Linked DNA regions of Triticum aestivum: region 2 is linked to region 1. The links are chromatin contacts, called in public Hi-C maps. All regions are on one chromosome and are shown on one strand. The core of a region is the stretch at or near the end of the contact, and the rest is flanking DNA. Distances in the headings are between cores, read along the strand shown. Region 1 holds the start of LOC123043491 (putative expansin-B14). Region 2 holds the start of LOC123043494 (probable serine/threonine-protein kinase PBL7).

Region 1 (7,057 bases), core at 2,661-5,160:
ACTCCCATCATCAAGGTCTGCATGCATCGTCCATGCGGCTATATACCTACCGTCAGTGCCGGCGCCTTCGCGGGGACCGTACCACACGTCGCACCCCCATCGGACCAGCCAGAGATGCTGCTCGAATGAAGGAGGATGAGGCAGCTGCTAGCTAGAGCCACGAAAACCACGTTGGAGGAAGAAACCATGCTCGCGATGAACAATATACAATTGTTGCACGTATGTAGAGGAAGAAGGGAATGTACTGGAGATAGGTAAGTGATGTGTGTGATAGCAAGCATAGTCTCTCGCCATGTATTTATAGGCAGCAGAGAGCTAGAGAGATCACACACTGATTAAATGTCGTGGTGAGGGGATATTTTTTTATTTAATGAATGTGTCAGCAAAAGATTATTTTTTCCCCACTTTTTTCAAAGCTTATTCAAATGAATTACATTCCTTAATTATCAGAACCCCCAACCTGTTTCAGGCGGGGAACCTGGTAAGAGCATCTGTAGTGGATGTGTAATACCGATATATTCATTTACTGTCATGGCAGTAAAATAACACCCGAAGTAACAAAAATTACCAAGCGCTATCTGTCTAGTTCCTCCTTCAGTGGGAGGAAGTTTCCTTCCCTAACCGCTATTTCCACCGCGCGTGACATCTCTAGCCATGCGGACAGTTCCGGCGAGCCGCATGGAACCCACTGACTATGGCCCCGACTATACCTGCCCGGTCCCGCCACTGCTTTCATATTGTGATTCTGTATCTGTGGTCTGATTAATAAAGACATGATTATTTTGGTAGACACCCCCTTATTAAGTTTGCTATTTTTGCTTACATTTTCCAGATTTAGTAGGTAGCCTTTTCGATGAGTAGACATTCTATTATGATAATTATAAAGAAATATTATCATTGTCCTTTGGTTAATTTTTCTTGCATGTGCACATAATCGACTACCACCCCACACAGTATGACATGTTTTACCCCGAAATAGAAAAGTAATTCATCACCAGACACTGAAGTTATCAAAACAATATACAGATAAATCACAAATCGTTGTACAGCGTAGGATATGCCCTACTGATGGTTGTAGTCGCGTAACTTCAAGATATATTAACAAAGTGATATGTAGGTATCTTTTTGCTATATATCTTCAAGATGAAGTCATACGAGTAAGGGCATGCACAATGGTTGATAAGAAGCTATTTTCTTATGCCCCCCACATTATTTAGAGAATCCAAAAGACATGATGTACAATGTATTATCTTTATCTCTAGAAATTAGTGTTTGCATGCCCCCAAAAAATTATAGTGATTATACCTTTCACATTGAGTACTATGCATATGATACCATTGTATAATAGAACCTTTATAGTGCATATTATGATAGATTTGTCCTTTAGACGACCTCATTGATTGTTTTGTGTGTCTCATAGCAGCACCTCATTATCATGATACACAATCATTTTTTTTGAATGATACACAATCATGATACGTATAATATTTAGTATCATTATTTCCTCATTTAATGACATGCTATGTCAGCAATATAGATCAATGCTGATTTCTTTTTGGCACGTCTAGTTTCCATTATATGGTTATGAAACAAGACATACTAAATTTTAGGTCGGTCCATGCCTATGAAACACTACATCAGTGAAGTAACTTTGGGCAATCATAAACTCATAAATGTAGGACCATATGAAAAATATAGAAAACAAAATCCTTGAATAAATATAAGGAAGTACTCCACAGATTTGATATTATTTTTTCACTTTTGCTATTTGTAAGTTGCATCAATTTTTATTTTGTGTAAGTCACCTTTTCTTCTTCTTGTATTTAGTCTGCTTTTTTCCCCCTTGGTCCGTTCATGCCGGCGAGCCTGTGTGTTGTGTGCGTAAGTGTTTGTCTCTGTGCATTATGTGTGTGTGCGCGTGTAATCGTGTGTGTGTGGCGCTAGGATATGTGCGTGTGTGCATGTTGTCTCTCGATGTGTGGATATGTTCACGGGGACGCGGGTGTGTGCATCTGTGTGTGTGTGTGCGTGCGTGCGTGCGCGCGTGCTCATGCACTTGTTTTTGTGCCTTCGCGTGTCTGCGGAGATTATTAATCTTAATGTAAACACATCGACATATAAATTCAAGTTTGATGCAACATGTGTGAAAATTATATATAGGCTTCTTTTGCTATTGAGAAAGGTGCAATTTCTCTGAATTTTGTGTGCAGTTTTTATCATCAATTATTTGAAGTTTTTCAAGTTTCTTTCTTCTTTTAGGGTAATCCAATGCCCGCAATTTCTTTCTTAGGAAAACTTATGTTTTTGTTTTTTGTTTTGAATCAGTTTGTCTTTATTTTTGTTTAAAGAGTGTTAAAGTGGTAGATTTTGCAGCTTGTATTACTCATGGATACCACTAAAATTTATAGAATTGATCCATTTTAATTGGAACACAACCGTAACATAACCTAAGCTGCCTAAGCTGCATGCATCGAGACGTGGGGTTGCACTGCACCTAAATAAAAATTCACAACTTACAAATAGAAGGTCCCTTATTTTTCAGTGTATATTATCTGGACCATTCTTCAAATCCTAAATTATGTGAGTGAGTTTTTTTTTTGTAGGGGTCATGATTTTCAACATAAACTTAATACTCAAGATTGACAAACAATCGGTTGGCATCAATCTTGAGCGTTTAGCAATATCCATCGTATCCTTAATCAGCTGCCAAAATATTCGAAGAAAGCATTTTTTTTCCACATTATGTTTGCAATTTTTCAAAGCATGAAAGCGAGTATTATTCCAGGCACGGGCTCTATTACTACATATAGCTAGCGCACGCGTGCTGCACAACTAATTAAGATACGTACTCCCCATTGATCAATCACTGGAAGTTTACGATGGATCGGTAGGTCTTGCCGGCCTGCCAGCCGGAGGGGATGACATTCCTGGCGACGAGCTTCTTGCCGGAGCCGGAGGTGATGCGGATCGATATGGGTGCCTGGAGGGTGGACCCGGCGTTGTACTTCCAGACCGCGCCCCACGACTCCTGCATCGGCACCCAGCTGCCGCCGCGCTGCTGAAGCTCGACCGCGGACAGGTCACCGTCGCCGGCCTCGTCCTCGATCAGCACCGCAAGGTAGTTGGGGTTGGAGCCGCCGTCCACCTTGAAGGCGATGTCCAGCCCATGCCAGTTGCACGGAACCCTGCGAGCGAAGAAGAAATATATGAGATGACAATCGATCCATGGATCACAGGAACGTGCACGTAGGCGGAGCACTGGGCGTAGTCTAGCGGGAGCTTACCGGTTGTACTGGACTTTAATACTGCCAGCGTTGCGGAGGTTGTCGGCCTGGCCACGCTTGGCCATGGCGCCGAACGCCTTCCCGCTGAGGTCAAAGTGCGCAGCCTCGGCCTGGCACGGCCCGCCGGGGCACTGATCTGTGACGACCACGGTCACCGGGGACCCAGAGCAGGCGGGATTGCCGGTGCATCTAACCTGATAGCAAGCGCCGCAGCCCTTGCCGCCATTGAAGATGGAGGAGCCACCCGCCGTGATCATGGCGGAGAACGGCGGCTGCTCCACGTCGCCATGGTAGCCGCACGCACCACCTGCAGCACGCCCATGCACGCGTCAGTACTCGATCACAACGAAATACACGTAAACAACAACTACTATGCACTATATTGTACGTACGTGTCCTAGCATGCATGCATGTATGCACTCTCATCACGGAGGCCTGCATGTCCGTGCAAGGCGTATGACTTATATACTAATGTACTCCATAATTTACATACCGTCAGAGCCGGCGCCGTGGCGGGGACCGTACCACGTCGCGCCGCCGTCAGACCAGCCGGAGACAATGCATGGAAGGAGGATGAGGCAGCTGCTGGCTAGAGTCACGAAAGCAAGGAAGGAAGAAGAAGCCATGCTCACGCTGAAGAATATACGATTGCTCCGGGTACGTGAGAGGAAGGAGAGTCTCTCGCCATGTACTTATAGGCAGCAGACAGCCAGAGGGATCGCGTGCTGATTACATGCCGATTGGAGGAGAGTCTTTTTTATTCAATTAGCGTATCCTCAAAGATTTTCAACTTCCTGAAAACAAAGCATCTTTCCAGGGATTATATAGATATCGGGTTTGGTATTTCTGAGAAACAATTGTAGCTCAATCAACGATGTATCCGTCAGATCTTATATGTGGAAATTTATGCAAATTTTGCCTTTTATAAGTTTTGGTAGTATTTTTTTCTAGACAATTGCCTTTTATAAGTTTTGGTAGTATTTTTTTCTAACCTAATAAATTTATTATGCAGACAGCTAGAAGCACGTAAGAGAAACTATAGTAGATTCAGCAAAGCCAAGTGAACTCCATAATAACTGCTCATATAACTGCTAATGTAGCACAACCTAGGGGCTGGCATTTCGTTTTCAACACTACATGATTAGTATGAATGTTTGATTATGCGCAGGAAAACCGTTGAATTCTTCACATAACCTTGGAGTCGATGGAAAATTTCCTATGAAAACTAGCACAAATGAATCTTAATGAAAAAAAATCATATAGATTGTATTAATCACACGAATCAAACAACCTCTGTAGGAAAAAATCCTCAAAGATTTCTTTAAGAATCATTTGAATCAAAAAGACCCTAAATCATTAACATTCCTGCAGAGAACAAAAACATGTACTACATGTCACAATAGTTGGGTCGGGCCCAACTGACGTGGCTAGTGGGCTGCGGCGGCTTATTACAACTGATGTACAGGCCGCCAGATTACTCAAAAAAAATGTACAGGCCGCCAGTAGTGCAATGCGTAGTCGCAAGGAGCCGCTGCCTAATGATGATTGGTGCGTCAGAGCCTGTGCCAGTGCCAAGTGGTAGAGTGTAGCGAGCGAATTTCTTTCGGTATAGAGTGTGTTTTTTCGTTTAATTGGTTTTCAGTTAGGTTTTACATTTATTTTCAATTTATCTGAATATTTATGCATGTTAAAACATAATATTTCTTGTAAAACATGAACATTTTTAAAACATTTTTGAACATTAAAAAAATTGGAACATAAAACATGAAAGTCCTTTAGAATAATATGAATTTTGAATTTTGTGAACTTCTTTTAAATAAATAGTTAAAGAAGAGATAAAAACGGACAGGAAAAAAATATAAAAATTAAAAAAGCAACAACAAAAAAATATAAATACGAACCTTCCACCCTAAAAAAAATACGCCTTCCTAAAACCAGAAAGGACCTGCGCTAATTGGGGCAGCCCACTCGCACGCAGCTCTGTGTGATTGGCTTATGCCTTGTCACACAGAATCGCACGGGGCCAGGTTGGCAGTCACAGAAAGGATGCAGCACATGGTATTAGAAACTCCCACTAACCTGATGTCAAAAAAAAGTCCCAGTAACCAGCCCAAATGAACTATACTGATGGATCACCGCCTAGATCCTCAATTAAAAAGAAAAATCAACGCCAAAATCAGAGTTGTAAAAAAACAAGTACGATGTGCCTGTGAGCATACTGAGATCACCAGGTGTTCTCAGTATGGAATTTAATGGGAAATAGCTAATGTAAATTTATCTGATATAGAACACCCATTCACAACACAAAAGGAAAAGGCAGGCCCATGAACGGAACATATAATAACCAGTATAAATCTACAGGGCAGGACAACCAATGAAATGAATGGAAAAAGCACCAAACCTTATTACAGTGCAAAACAAGAAACCATGATAATGCTCCTTCCAGATGCAGATTCATTCAACAAAACCTGCACTCTTGTAATTACTCTCACAAACCAAAAGCTAACACAGCTCTTGAAAGTTGAAATGACAGCTATGGTATGGTATATAATGTGTTCTTTTGTTTCTCAAATGGTACAGTATAATGGTAATGTTTCTGTCTATGAAAAGAGAGAAGCAAGGTAATTCTGTGTTCCCATCCAAATAGCAGGGCCACTCGACTACAACGGAGTTTCTGTAAAGAATAAATCAGCACTACCACCTGGAAATAACGAGCCAAATCTTCGCAGCTACAGGTTTACTTCAGCATTCTATTCACTGCAAGCAAAATACAGAAACGTCAGCTACCAGGATAAAACACAGGCTACGGCGCCGACAAGCGTAAAAAGCGTAAGATGATGCGAAGAGAAAAAATTGATGCACGCACCTCAAAAATCGCTGAACTGTCTCTGGTATGTAGGATTGATGCAGGCAAACAGCGACTTCTTCTTTGGTTTCGTACCGAACAGGAAGTTGCGCAGCGGCACCCTGTGTCTGCTCGGGAAATGCTTGAATTGGTTTTGGTAGCCGCTGTCCGCCTCCCCCCGGCGGGAGGAGGAGCGCCTGGACGACGAGAGCTCGAAGCTCTCCCTCAGCTTCCGCAAGGTGACGTTCACCTCGCCTTCGAGCTCCCTCATGCCCTCCAGCGCCGCCTGCAGCTCGCTCTCGATCTTCTTGTTGGATTGCTGCATGTTCCGCACCTCCCCTTGGAACTTGGCCGCTTCGTACGGCGTGAACTTGGCGCCATCGGTCTCCGTGCTGGACCGCAGGGCTTCGGCTATCTCCTCTTGCAGGCTGCAAAGAGACGCGGTTTTGAGCTGCAGGTCTCGGTCAAGAAGTACATTCTGTTCAAACCATACATCCACTTCAGTCCTGAGCTCTCTCAATTTCTTCTCGGCAGGTTCAGGCTCGGCCATCGTGGCATCAGGTTCTCCTCCCCTTTTCTTATTTTCAGAACTCTCCGTTTCCTTCAGTAGCTCCTGATATCTGCTGTTGAAGTCCTGCACCTGGTGGCAAGCCATGCTGTACCTTGTCAAGAACCGCAGGTTTTCGTCGACTAGCTCATCGATTTCAGTTCTGAACTTCATTTCAACTGCTGAAGCACTCTCCGGCGCATCAGTGTAGCTCGAATCAGTTTCCTTCACGATTGAAAGTTCTCTAACCAAAGTCTGATCTGACCTATCAGCACTCGTTGTACTGGGTGGCATCTCTGAAGAGTCCAGTAGGCCTTTGAGTGATTGGATCTCAACATATTTCATTGAATTTGCATTCCTCAATTCCCTTATTACTGCCTT
Region 2 (7,057 bases), core at 2,717-5,216, 150 kb before region 1:
TGTATTTCTCTTGCGAAAAATATTTGATTGTAAATTTTACCATAAATATAAAGCACCTCACGTATAATAAAATTTGCATTGAGGTCCTCTAGGTTCCTAGAGCATCGAACGGCCACCGTTGCTAGCAGCACAAGCCACCGTTGTGCATATGTCGCCGCTCTCATATCAGAGCCAAGCTGATCTTGTCGATGACAGACGTGAAGTCTTCGCGCACATGCCCCTAGCAGCGATAGCCATGGAGGCGCAGTCGTTGAACTCTTGAATCGATCCAAAGAATCTAAAACAAAATCATGTCGTCGCGTCTGCACGACGAGAAACCCTAACCTCACAGTCCCAAAGAGCTGGCAGAAATCTACGCCAAAGCTCCATCCAATCCGCCCCAGTGGATGAACTTGAAGAGGATTGGAGCCCAAAAGACAGACTAAAAAAAGAAGCGTAGGCATCCATCCGAGCGCCATCCCTACGAGGACTGGAAATCCTAACTTATATACTAGCCGGATCCGAGGCACCAGAATTCCTCTCCCTGTCTCTGGTACTCTGAGCAGCTGACGGAGTGGAGCAAATCCATGAACTCGCCGACAAAGATCAAGGGGAGGAATAAAGATGAATCTGCTAGACTGTGTTTCCACGAGAGGGGAAAGAAAGTCTATTGGAAATCTCATGAAACTGTTGGAAAATATTCATTACATTAGGCTAAAAGCCTCTGGCTTTTCAGTTTCTTGCTCTGACATGTTAGTATTTTCCACGGGTTTCATAAGCATTTTAAAGCTACGAGGAAAGACACATGATAAAAACTGAGTAACAAGAAAAATGCTTATACCTCTTTTATTGGAAAACTTTCATGAAATTTTATAGTATTAAAAACTGCATGATAACAATTGGTATAAAGGTGATTTGACCATAGAAATTATCTCATATTTAAAAAAGATGTAAAGTTTTGTCATCCTCTTATACTTCATTTGAACTTACGTGCCTTCTTCCTCCTTCTTTTTGTTTGGTTTTCTTTCATCGGTTTTCGTGAAAATAGCCCCAACTACCACACATCTTATTGACTTACAAAAGAATGTTTTTCCCTTTGATAAGCCAATAAGTTATTATGAGATAAAATCATCTATTTCTATAATTACATTAATATGGGCAGGTAAATCGCATTCAACCTACTAAAGAATTTGTATTACCCCATTGCAATGCACATGCAATTATCTATATCTATATTTATACCAATATACAAAGATCAAAAGGGCAGATCCAACAAATCTCGGCCATCAAACCATGCCAATTCAAAGAGTATATTGCTTCAATGGCGAGATTTCAATATGTTTAGCATGCAATTAATATTATATCAAATATCAAGGTCTACACTATCTATGTAATTAAAACGTACAATTGATATCCTACTTAATATCAACATGCAATTTATGTATCCCTAATATCAACATGCATGCATGACACGTACTTACTAGTCTAGTGGTGCTGTAGAAAGACTTTGTGGTTTTATGCAAGTATTTCTTTGGGTGTTGCATCATTCTTCTCTTTGTATATTGTCCCCACTTGAATTTCATTGAAATTGCAAGAGAGTTTGCATTTCACGCTATCATGAAGAGAGATAGTCGCGCCAAAACCAGGCGTGCACTGTAGAACACCTCTAGCAGAATTGTTATATACTCCTAGAGTAGCAGATTCGCCACACTCCATATTTGCCTCCAACCTCCATATTGCATTATCCTAGACAATTTTCAGAGCTCGGTCCATCCAAAAACGGTGCCACCAATGAAATTTTAAGTTGGCTTTGTACCACACTAGCTGGCTAACGCCATAGCCATCAAAATTGAGCTCCTTCTCCTCTCCTCCGATCCCCCCCCCCCCGCCTCAGTCACTGTGATTGCCCACACCACTTCTCCTACTGCCCAACACTCCATAGCCTAGGAGGAGGACAATAGCGAGGTGGCATCGATCTTGAAGGATGATGACCGGAGCAAGGTGGCACCAACCTAGAAGGAGGATGACTAGAGGGAGGTGACACCAACCTGGAAAGAGGATGAGCTACGAAGCTTCGATGATTATAGGGTGACGACGCGACCGACTCCTCATGTTGAGGCGAGAATGAAGCGATGAAGCTCCGACAAAAAGAGGGTGTTGCCACGCTCCTGAGATCCTCCTCATGTCAATGCCTGACGACTCTATTCGTTTATTGGTAGCCATGATGCGGCCCTTCATCGAAATCGATATCACATTGTTGGAATCTATGCATCGCCTAGCTCCAGACCGACGCTACAAGAAAGGGAAACAATCCCTCGATGACAAGTGGGTCTCACATTGTAGATGACTTATGCATAACATCTATATAACTCTGATTTTGCTCATGCCCGAAGTAGCCTTCATGATTTTTACCAGTCGTATGTAGAGTAATTTTGGGGTAGTATGTCTACTATAAGAGCAACTCTAGCAAAGTCGCCTCCTCCCGGCCTTTTCAGGCAAATCCTCCAGGTCAGCTCGCACACAAGCCAGGACATGTTGTCACGTGGCATTCGGTGGCAACTATCTCAATGGGCAGCCACGAGAATCTGATGGAGTGGCAACACCATAAAGACCGGGTCGTTGCCTCGCAGGTGGTGCTTAAGAGGACACGCTGCTTCGTATCTCGTATGTGGCGCAAGGAGGGAAAAGACGACACTTCCTTCCCACACTGGCAGTTGGGTTTGGAGCGGAATGAGCTCCAAATGAGTACTCCATAACCCCATAAAATGGAGAGGTTGGAGGGCACATATGGAAGGATCTCCATAATTCATGGCAACTGACGGGTGAATGGCGATTCTGTTAGAGTGATTTTTAAGCTTACACCTCCATATTGGCGATTATTATGGAGTTTGAGACCTTTCTGATAGAGTTGCTCTAAGGGAACTTCAACACAAATCACCAAAATCAACCGCTAGTGTTCAACGGGGTCACATGATCTTTTTCAGATAGGCTTGAACATTAGAAATTCTGCAAACTGGCACCAAACCGGGGGTACGTTTGGGGGAGTCCAGACGTCCTCCACATCGGACTCCGACAACATGAACCCACACAAAACCAATCCCCCACTGCTTTTGGTATGGTTTGACCGCATTCTCTCTTCCTGACCGGCCTCCCGTTTACCCACATTCACGGTGGCGAGGCCACCAAGGAGTCTACTCCAACTTTAAGGTTGGCCAGGCTCCTCGTCCATAAACCCCTACCCGCACAATCCTCATCCTCTCACACACACATCCACCGCACGCCACACACCACCAAACCTTCCGGCCACCATGACGTGCAAGAAGTCTGACATTGAGAAGTGGTTGCGGGCGTGCTGATCCGTATCCACGGGTAGCTCCGGATCCAGTTAGCACGTGACATCGCTCCCCAGCCGCCATCCTGGTTCCCCCGTGGCCAAACCAGGTGCCGCTTTCGGAGGAGCGGATGTTGGACGAGGAGCAAGTGGGGGAGGAGTAGGCCACCATCTTTATCGAGGAGGAGGGAGGATCGTCGTTATGTGCTAGAGGTTGCGCCCGTCCTGTATGATCAAACTTTGTTTTAATTTCATCCGTTTCGGTTCGATTTCATCCGTGCTCCTGAACATTCCGTTTGAAGTGGGTGAAACGTTTGATGCCTACGGCCGGATGACCGGCATCCCTCCAACCGTCCGCAAACGCTTCCGGACGTGTCCGCGAGCGTTCGATGCCATCCGTTAGATGATCCGCGGTGGAGCTGCCCTAAGCTTAAGCTCGGTGTAGCCACGAGCCTTCCAGTCCACGCAGCACCGAACAAGTTACTGTTTACCCGGCATGGAATGCGGTGCGGCCACTAGCTAGTGTGCGTGCGTGACTTTTGCTTTCCGTTTGACACTTGCGCCGCGTAGAGTAGCCGTCCTCCCTTCCCCTCTTGTGCGCTGCGTTGCGTTGCGTTGCGTTCTTCTAGAAGCCAAGCCAAAGCGGAGAAGGGCCGCCCCCCAATATTAACTCAAAAATCATTTCGTCCTCGTTTTCGCTCCCCCTTCCCCTCGCCTCGCCTCGCCTCGCCTTCCTTCTTCCCCACGCGCACGCGCAACGCGGACGGACGCGGAGCACACTCAAACCTCCCACCTCTCTCCCCCCCATCCCCACCCAAGAAGAGGTCTTGGGAGCCGCCATGGACTGCTGCTTCCCCTGCCTGGGCGCCAAGAGGAAGCGCAAGCCGCCGCCGCCGCCGGAGAAGCCCCAGATCCCTCCCGCCGCAGGTGATCCGCCCACGCCACTGCCTTCTTTCTTGCCGTCTTCTTCCTCGCCCCGTCCTCCCCGGCCGTCGCGGATTTGTTCATCTCCGCCAGATTCACGGAGTGGTTCGCCGATTCCGCGAACTGATTCGTGGCTCCGGCTCCCCCGCCGCCGTTCCTGGTTCCCGTCAGTCCAGTTCCCCCCTCCCCTGTTTCTTCTAAAGAAAAAGGAAAAAAAGTTGGCCCCTCCAGAAAATCGTTGCAAACTCTGCCCAAAATCATGGTATCCCGCCGAATCCGCCTCCCCCCGAAACATGGCAGCTCGGTGCCGGGATTCCGGCCGGGGATGACGCGTGCTCGCCACTTTCGTCGCCAGACAACGCGTGCACTCCTTTCCCTAAATACCCCGTCTTCTTTATTCGCCTCATGATTCTGACGCACGCGTTCCGTTTTTTTCCAGATAAAGAGAAGCCGGGGTGCTCCTCCTCGTCGACGACCGCGGCGGCGGCGGCGCGGCAGGACTCGCTGTCGGAGGCCAAGAAGGATTTTGTCCTCAGCAACGGATCCGAGCACCGCCACATTGCCGCGCAGACCTTCACCTTCAGGGAGCTCGCCGCGGCGACCAACGGCTTCAGGGCCGACTGCCTTCTGGGGGAGGGCGGCTTCGGCCGGGTCTACAAGGGGTACCTGGAGAGCATCAACCAGGTGAGGAGGTTCTTGCTAATTTATTCTGCCCTCCCAGTTCATTAGCACCATTTTGTTTATTTAGAAGCTTCCACTTGGAGGATTGTGTGGAGCACTTGTAAATTGTCTCCTAGTGAACGTGTCACACAGCCTGAACCCGAGACCGGGTTTAGGCTGCGGGTTTCGCTGTCGAAGTAATAGAAAATGGGGGTTATCCAGGTTCCAAGGATTGTTGTTGTTAATCCTCGGTTGATTTACATTCACAGCTATTGAGCGATAACATTAACATGTGGTAAATTTTAAAAGTTATGCATACGAATTTGTCAAACTATTTCCTGAAGCTAGTTGACATGGTGAAATGTATTTTGTTGCCGTCACAGGTTGTCGCCATAAAGCAGCTCGATCGAAATGGACTGCAAGGCAACAGGGAGTTTCTTGTTGAGGTCCTCATGCTGAGCTTGCTGCACCACCCACACCTAGTCAACCTTATTGGCTATTGCGCCGATGGCGACCAGAGGCTTTTGGTTTACGAGTATATGCCGCTGGGTTCTTTGGAAGACCACCTTCACGGTATGCTGCTGAAAAAAAGAATGTGTTTCTGCTTTGTTACAGCTTCTATTTGATAATTTAAGTTTCTGTGCTCACAAGTGGATCCTATTTTATTCAGATCCTTCCCCAGATAAACCCCGCCTTGACTGGAATACAAGGATGAAGATAGCTGCCGGTGCAGCTAAAGGGCTGGAGCATTTGCATGACAAAACAAATCCTCCTGTCATATACCGGGACTTGAAATGTTCAAACATCTTGCTCGGAGAGGGATACCACCCAAAGCTGTCTGACTTTGGATTGGCAAAGCTTGGCCCAGTTGGCGATAAGACGCACGTTTCCACCAGAGTGATGGGTACATACGGGTATTGTGCCCCTGAGTATGCTATGACTGGTCAGCTGACTCTGAAGTCAGATGTTTACAGCTATGGTGTTGTTCTATTGGAGATCATCACAGGACGAAGGGCTATCGACAACACCCGAGCTGCAGGGGAGCAAAATCTTGTTGCATGGGTAAGCTGCCGATTTGTTTTTTGTTACGTTCTTTTCTTTTTCTTGTTATTCTTTTTCATTCCGTTATAGACTACTGGAGTTTAACTGTAGAGAACATCGCATTGTGAAACCTGCTACCTCTTGTGAGTATTGATTGTTAATGTATTCTGGAAAATCCACCGGATATCAGCCTCTTAGCTCGGAAGTTGCGAAAGCTGAGTGTTAGCGCATCAACCTTATGTATCACCTGTATTTCAGTTCATCTCTGCATTTCTTTCCACTTTTGGAATTTACACTAATTTTGCTTGAAGGACATATTGTCCTTTCCTTCAGCTGAAAAAACATCGTCCTTGCAATGTTTTTCAGTTGTAGGGTTACTAAAAAGCTACTGTACTAGAATGAAATAGTTCCATACTACATTTTTTTGGCATTATTGGATTGGCCTAGGTTTGCCTTCCCAAAAGACATTATTGCAGTCCGTTGAATAGGATCGAACGAATAGGGTCATGACATGCCAAAGCCTTTGCTCAAGATGTCGTGTAGCATTTTGCAATCCCTGTTGATGTAACGTTTGTTGGTGCACAATTTCAGGCCCGGCCCTTGTTCAAGGACAGGAGGAAGTTCCCCCAGATGGCGGACCCAGCGCTGGAGGGCAGGTACCCAGCTAGGGGACTGTACCAGGCCCTTGCCGTCGCCGCAATGTGCGTGCAAGAACAGCCTACCCTGAGACCGTTGATCGGCGACGTCGTCACAGCCCTGAGCTACCTTGCCTCCCAGCCCTACGATCCGGAGGTGCACGGCGTCCACCGCCCGTCGCGCCTGACGGCTTCAGGAACGCCGCCCCGAGCCCGGAAAGATGGCGCGGATCATCAAAGAGGAGGAAGCGAGTGAGGTTCTGCGGCGATCTGGGAGAAGCCTGAATTTTGTCGCGGTAAGAGTCCAAAATGGAGATGAAGAGGAATTTTGTGGATAGCAAGGCGGCTTTTGCGTTAACATGTTGGGGGGGAATTGTGAATCGGTGATGTATGTTGATCGGTTGGTCTGTCTGGTTGAGATGGTGCTTAGAGATGATGCATGCATGTGCTCTCCGGTCAAAGTCTGTATCTAGGTAGATGACGAGGC

What was found. A called contact is a pair of places that touch in the nucleus more often than the background predicts.
Region 2: a contact with region 1 is called in a Hi-C map of leaf, with 2.5 times the contacts expected there. The contact joins the promoter of LOC123043494 here to the promoter of LOC123043491 in region 1. A contact is called at or near these places in 3 of 5 Hi-C or Micro-C datasets (all in leaf).

What each region holds. Positions count from the first base shown.
Region 1 is chr2B:63,017,850-63,024,906 of IWGSC CS RefSeq v2.1, reverse strand. LOC123043491 (putative expansin-B14) reads right to left here and starts at 3,910. Exons shown (of 3, transcript XM_044465955.1): 1 at 3,778-3,910; 2 at 3,285-3,591; 3 at 2,864-3,185. The coding sequence starts at 3,910. The coding sequence ends at 2,864. It overlaps LOC123043490 (protein NETWORKED 2D), which reads right to left. Exons shown (of 3, transcript XM_044465954.1): 2 at 6,151-7,057; 3 at 5,742-6,041. The coding sequence ends at 6,152. It also overlaps the pseudogene LOC123040453.
Region 2 is chr2B:63,165,622-63,172,678 of IWGSC CS RefSeq v2.1, reverse strand. LOC123043494 (probable serine/threonine-protein kinase PBL7) reads left to right here and starts at 3,966. Exons shown (of 5, transcript XM_044465957.1): 1 at 3,966-4,237; 2 at 4,674-4,918; 3 at 5,278-5,467; 4 at 5,565-5,956; 5 at 6,527-7,057. The coding sequence starts at 4,150. The coding sequence ends at 6,826.